Linked DNA regions of Mus musculus: region 1 is linked to region 2. A link is a contact called in public promoter capture Hi-C data. All regions are on one chromosome and are shown on one strand. The core of a region is the stretch at or near the end of the contact, and the rest is flanking DNA. Distances in the headings are between cores, read along the strand shown.

Region 1 (2,700 bases), core at 105-2,604, 1.5 Mb after region 2:
ATTCATCCCCTAAAAATAGGAACCCTGTTTGTGCTGAAGCCCTAACTAGGCAGAAAAGCAAGGCCTCTGGCAACTCCTCTCGTAGTGAGGACATGACAAAGATGACAAGGGACCCAAATGGAGTAGAGAACGACAGGGGTAGAGCAATTTAGAAGGTTTTAGGCAAGAAGAGAGTTTGGAAGGTAGGAATGGCTCCCAGCTACTAAAATCTTGCTTTAAAGGCCATAGGCACTATGCTTTCCATAGGAAGGTACCCTGTCCCAGATCATTTCCACTCCTCCTCTCTTCCTGATGATCCTATTATAGCTCCTCCTCACATCCAGTCTTTGCATCTCTCTTTCCAACCTCTGACAATACAAAGCAATGCTTTTTAGTAAAAGGAGCTACACACTGCACTGTAGAACATCAGAGGGGGTTGAGGGGTGGTTTTTTGGGTTTGGGGGTTTTTGGGGTTTTTTGTTTTGGTTGGTTGGTTTTGTTTGATTGATTGATTGATTTTTTTTTTTTTTTTTGCTTCAGTGATTTTAACTATGCCAAACTCCAGCCAGGAGGTGTGGCACACTGCTGCAGACCCTCTCGGTCCCTTGTCTGCATAGAACGGGTCTCTGGTTACAGGTGGACAAGGAGTCAAATGAATGACAGACAGATGCAACACAGGAGATTATGTAGAATCTGAATGTAATTTGTCAAATCGAGCATCGAACTTTTTATACAGAAGAATAACAAGAAACCAGGCGAGATACATCTGCCGAGTTACAGTGACACAAAACATAAGGAATGTATACATCAAAAGAAGGTGGGGACCAGGCCACTGCCACTAAGAAGGGGGCCAGGTATAATGCTAGTCTATTGTTAAACCCACCACCAGGGGTTCTTAGTAAATGCCTGATTTATGCTGTTTCTTTGGGCCTAGTGAAGAAACCTGTCTCAGGGGGATTCCCTAACTCTTTCATGGTAAACCCACCTATTCGCTAGGCCATTGTGAATTCCTTTGTCCGGGTAAGACTGGCTATTGTCTCAAGTAAACACTCTGCAGACCAGCCCTGAGCTATTCCCGCTCAGTTCTTTGCAGTGCCTAATTAGTTTCACCTTCTCTACTAGAAGTAAATTTGAATGTTACTGAATAGGTAACCTTCTTACTGAATTCCTACTGAATTCCAAGTTTGTTGGCTTCAAGGATTTTTCTGGGACATTGGAACACTGGCAAAGACTTAACTATGTCAGAATTCAATCTTAAAAGGCACTTATAACAAAATAATACTAAAAGAGAGCCCGTGGATCCATACACCGACTAACTCGGGGATAGCGTATGAGTATACAGGTTATGAGAATGCCAAGGTTCCAGGAGGTGAGTTTTTCTGAAACTCTTTGCCTCGTGAGTGCTCCCAGGCCTCTCAGCCTGCCAAGCAAACTACACTGGAGCGTGTGTAGCAGCACACCAAAGCATCAAGTATAAAAGCAACAGCTACTGAAAATCATCCTGCAAAACAGATATGCGTTTCATGTATGTGCTCAAACAGCATTGGAATGTACATGTTTTTCTGTTCGCAAGTTTTCACAATCCTAGTTCTGATCTTACTCAAGCAGCAGGGGTGGAGAACAGGATTGAAAAGTTTTTCTGAAGACCAATTTTTCCCAGCCAAAAAAGAAACAATAGGAAGAGCTCTGCTTCTCCTCCTGAGGTGACTGAAGGATCTCCAGAAGAAAGATGGGTGCAGAGCAATGCAGACTGAAGAGTATGCTAAAGGGGAGATACACATCAAGAGCCCACAGTGGAACCAGGGATCAGAAAGCACTGGTGTAAACACACAGACACAAGCCCAGAAACCTCCACAAAGGGAGCACCTGTGGTCACAGCTGAGCTGCATCCTGTAGGAACTTGAAATGTTTGAGTCCAGGAAAGCTTCTACTGCCAAGTAGCTTACAGTGTAAAGTACATACACGTCCAAACATGCTTCATCGCAAACCCTTTCCCAGAGCTACTAAACATCACTTCCCAATCTTCTCCATCTTTGTTTTCAGAAGGCATCCTTGAAATGTGTGGAAAGGAACATCTCTACTTACACCTTCTACTGGCTCCTTGGGATTCTGCTATCATGTTAAATGTATTACTCTGTTTAATGCTAAAAGAATCGTGTCCCTCCCTGACTCCAGTCTTGCTATTAGGCTCAGGCTTGCATCAAACTTGGAATATTCCTACATCTGTGATGCAAGTGCTGGGATTATAGGCAAGTGCTACTACTTTACCCATTTCTTTAAATAAGGAAGACTGTGTGAGTGAAGATAGAATTAAAATGCCAATAGAATTTGCCTCTTCTCCATTTACCATTTTGCTCCAAGTCAAGAATTCCAACATCAATAGATAGAGCCTCTGCTCATTTCCACCCTTGATTTTTATTTTTTTTTCTTTTTTGTCTACTGCCAAAATTTCAAAGCAAAAAAAAAAAAAAAAATACAGTTAATGAAAAGTTATTCAGTATCTCCAATTATTTGTGGACTGGCAAATCAGTAGTTAAATTTTAATGATTACACAAAGCACCAAGCACTTCCAGTTTGCCACTAGCCATTGTTTGTTCCTAATAATTCCTGCACTAGAACCCCAACATTTCAACTCTTTTCATCCAAAAAAAAAAAAAATATCTTCACTACCTCCCCCACTTAGGAGCAAAGAAAAAAAAAGAATCTTTGGCAAAGTCATGA
Region 2 (3,009 bases), core at 419-2,918:
GGTGATAATAGCATTAAAAGTGAGAAATACTGTGGCTTGGAAAAAGTACTCAGGACTAACAGCTTATTTAAACTTATTTAAACCCAAATCACAGTATAGGCAGCAGCACTCGTACTTAATTCTCTCTCTCTCTCTCTCTCTCTCTCTCTCTCTCTCTCTCTCTCTCTCTCTCTCTCACTGTGTGTGTGTGTGAGAGAGAGAGAGAGAGAGAGAGAGAGCTTCAGATAGTAAAAATGCACACTAACTGTTATTGATGCTTCTATTTTCCCTTGAAAAGAAAGGCTCTCGAGATTTCCTAGTGGACCAGAAATTTCTGAATCTTCTGAAATTACTCAGGTGCTTAGAAGGTCCCCAGTGAATGTGATCTTTTCTCATTGCTTTCTTCTTTTCATTTTATTTTTAGTTAAAAATATTAACTATCCCCCAGGGAAGGGTTCCTGGTAGCAACCTTTATCAAGACAACTTGTGCAGGGAATCCTCCTGCATTCCGAGTCTATATTTCCCTAAACAGAATTCAACATGTAAGAGAAATTCAAGAGACACACGTCACACCCTCACAATCTTAAATTTTCAATTATTGCAGAAAACACAGTGACATGGTTTCAATTTTTAAAACTAGTAAGAGCCACGGAGAGTGTGAAAGTGTGTAGACAGGAAAGGTAAAGATCCATCTGAATACTAGGACTAACTCAGAAGAAAAAGCTTTGCACTGAGGCAGGGATTAAGCAGGTTCTGAGCACTGGGACATTCGTGGACACAGAATCCAAGGGAAGATTAATATGAACAGCGGGGTGATTTAGACAATGAACTCCCACAGTAAGAGCACCACTGCCAAAGCTTCAAATTTAGAGGCTGTGGTGAAAATTAAACCAGTGGCAAATTTCAACATTTGCAGCATCTGCGCCCAAATAGTTCAGCACCAAGAGCCTGGACAGCACCACAGGCTCTCATCCTAGTCTCATCCATCAATCTATTCAGAGACAGACTGTCAACCCAGCCAGACTCATTAGATATTTACTGAAAATCCTTATAATTCTTTCCTTTAAAACACAAAACGACTTCCATGTTTAGTAGCCTATTTGAAAAAGCATATGCAAGGAATTGAGAGATCAAAATTAAAATTATTAATAGGAGATCTTGATGGTGCTTAAATCTAGAGATCAGAGTTGTCATTGGTGGGGGTTGAGTGAAAATTAAGAAAAATTAGGGACTCAATAAAAACATGACTTCACCATTCTCTAAATTCTACGAGTTCTTTACTTGTCTTTGAGAAATCAGTGAAATCGAAAACCATCAAAATAATTGGACTTCTTAAAAATTGGATTGTGTGAGTGAAAGGTGTTTATCAGAAGCGGATGACTCCGGATCTTATCATCCTGGAGGACTGCACAGAATAGTTAATATGTTCCTTGAGGGACTAGGATGCTGACGTCTTTTACTGATACCGGATCATTACGTGACTGGGGGAGAAAAAAAAGGAAGTCATATCATGAATAAAAATCGGAGTGCAACAGTGCAACCAAAATATTCTGTACTTGAAGGCAGAAAGATGTTGACAAAGAGGTGTCTCCTGAAACCACGTTCGGACAGCTTATTTTGTTAACTGCATATATAAAAACGAGCAGAAGGCCAGTCACCTCTGTCAGCAGCAGAAGCAGCAGCATCTTCAGACGCAGCCTGAGACCTCAGAGCAGAGAAGGTGCCTCCGACTCCCGACTTCCGCAAGCTGCCAGATAGTCTCCCACAGAGGCCATCTTCCCTCTCCCCCCCCCCCCCACTGACTTTTCCTCTTTTCTTACCCATTAGCTTCTTCTCCCGGTGGACTTAAGTCCACTCTGCTCCCCCTCCCTTTGGCTGCTCGCCTACTCTCTCTTCTACATCTCTCTCCTCGCCCACTTCCTTCGGTGTCACGCTCCCTCCTAGTTTTGTGCGTCTACAAAGTTTTGAGCGGAATTTTAGCCTCGGCAAACAAGTCTCCCCAGCTCCTTCAGCTAATTCCCGCGGCTTCTCTCCAGACACCAGCTCCAGACAGTGACTGATGCTTCTCGGGTTGTGATTCCAGCGCAGAAACTCGAAGGAGCCTTTGCCCGCTGTCCTACTTAGTCAACCCTTTCCTAGACACCGTAAGAGTCTAATAATAAGGGGTTTGTGTGTGTGTGTGTGTGTGTGTGTGTGTGTGTGTGTGTGTGTGTGTGTGTGTTGGGATTCTTAGCATACTAACCGATTGATTGACTACAGGCTCCCTCCTTGTGCTGCCAGCAGCATCAGTGTATTAGTTAGCCTTCTTTAGTTCAAGGTCTGGCTAGTTACTGGGTGCTGGGCACACACAAAGCTATTTTTTCGAACTATACCAAGAGAGAAGTAGTTGGACGCCCCAGCGTGGCTAACTGGTGTTTAACACAGGGAGTCACAGTTTCACTGGCTCCCCAGCTCCCAAGAGTTTCTTCGGGTTAGAAGGTAGAAAGCCAGGAGCGATTTCACTCACTGCATACCCTCTTTCCTCTCCTGCGCAGAATGACCATGTGTAGCGGAGCAAGGCTGGCCCTGCTGGTGTATGGGATAATAATGCATAGCAGTGTCTCCTGTTCACCTGCCGCCGGACTCAGCTTCCCTGGGATCAGGTAAGTGCTTCCCTAATATAAGTTAGGTTTTCCCTTAGCCAGACACCCACTTTGGTCACCTCCCTGCAGATCTGGATGTCAGGCTCCTAAACATCGCTTCCTGAGCACCTAGGCATTTCTACAGCCTTTGGTTAGGTGGACCCCTTTGGGTCCCTAGCTAAGCCTGAGGATCAGACAGGCTCTAGTACAGCCACAGACTCCCTCCTTACTCACCAGTGGAGCCCAGGGACTCAGGTAAAGAGAGTGAGTTTCCTATCTTTGTAGAAATCTTCCCTGTGAAGGTGGCAGGGTGCGCCCCCCTTCCGGCTTAGCTTTTCTTTCTTTCTTTCTTTTTTTCTTTTTCTACCTATTCTTTGAGTAAGTTGGCAAACTTCAGTTCCCAGATCAA

The links. Promoter capture Hi-C pulls out the DNA fragments that hold promoters and counts their contacts.
Region 1: a promoter capture Hi-C map of embryonic stem cells shows a contact between it and region 2, with 5 times the contacts expected there. The contact joins the enhancer-like site here to the promoter of Adcyap1 in region 2. A contact is called at or near these places in 6 of 39 promoter capture datasets (the C10 cell line, cranial neural crest, embryonic stem cells and 3 more), 1 of 484 Hi-C or Micro-C datasets (cortical neurons) and 2 of 115 datasets of contacts at active chromatin or transcription factors (embryonic stem cells and stem cell-derived neural progenitor cells).

The regions. Positions count from the first base shown.
Region 1 is chr17:94,650,702-94,653,401 of GRCm38.p6, forward strand. No RefSeq gene overlaps it. Among named protein-coding and RNA genes, the nearest start is that of Mettl4, 98 kb to the right of the region's middle. Within about 2 kb of position 1,355, at least 3 of the 459 cell types and tissues checked have an H3K27ac peak or open chromatin away from gene starts, as enhancers often do. A contact at or near this core is called in embryonic stem cells, where this site is marked.
Region 2 is chr17:93,197,500-93,200,508 of GRCm38.p6, forward strand. Adcyap1 (adenylate cyclase activating polypeptide 1) reads left to right here and starts at 1,669. Exons shown (of 5, transcript NM_009625.3): 1 at 1,669-2,123; 2 at 2,514-2,621. The coding sequence starts at 2,515. The region is part of intron 1 of Gm32465 (a long non-coding RNA gene); the gene reads right to left.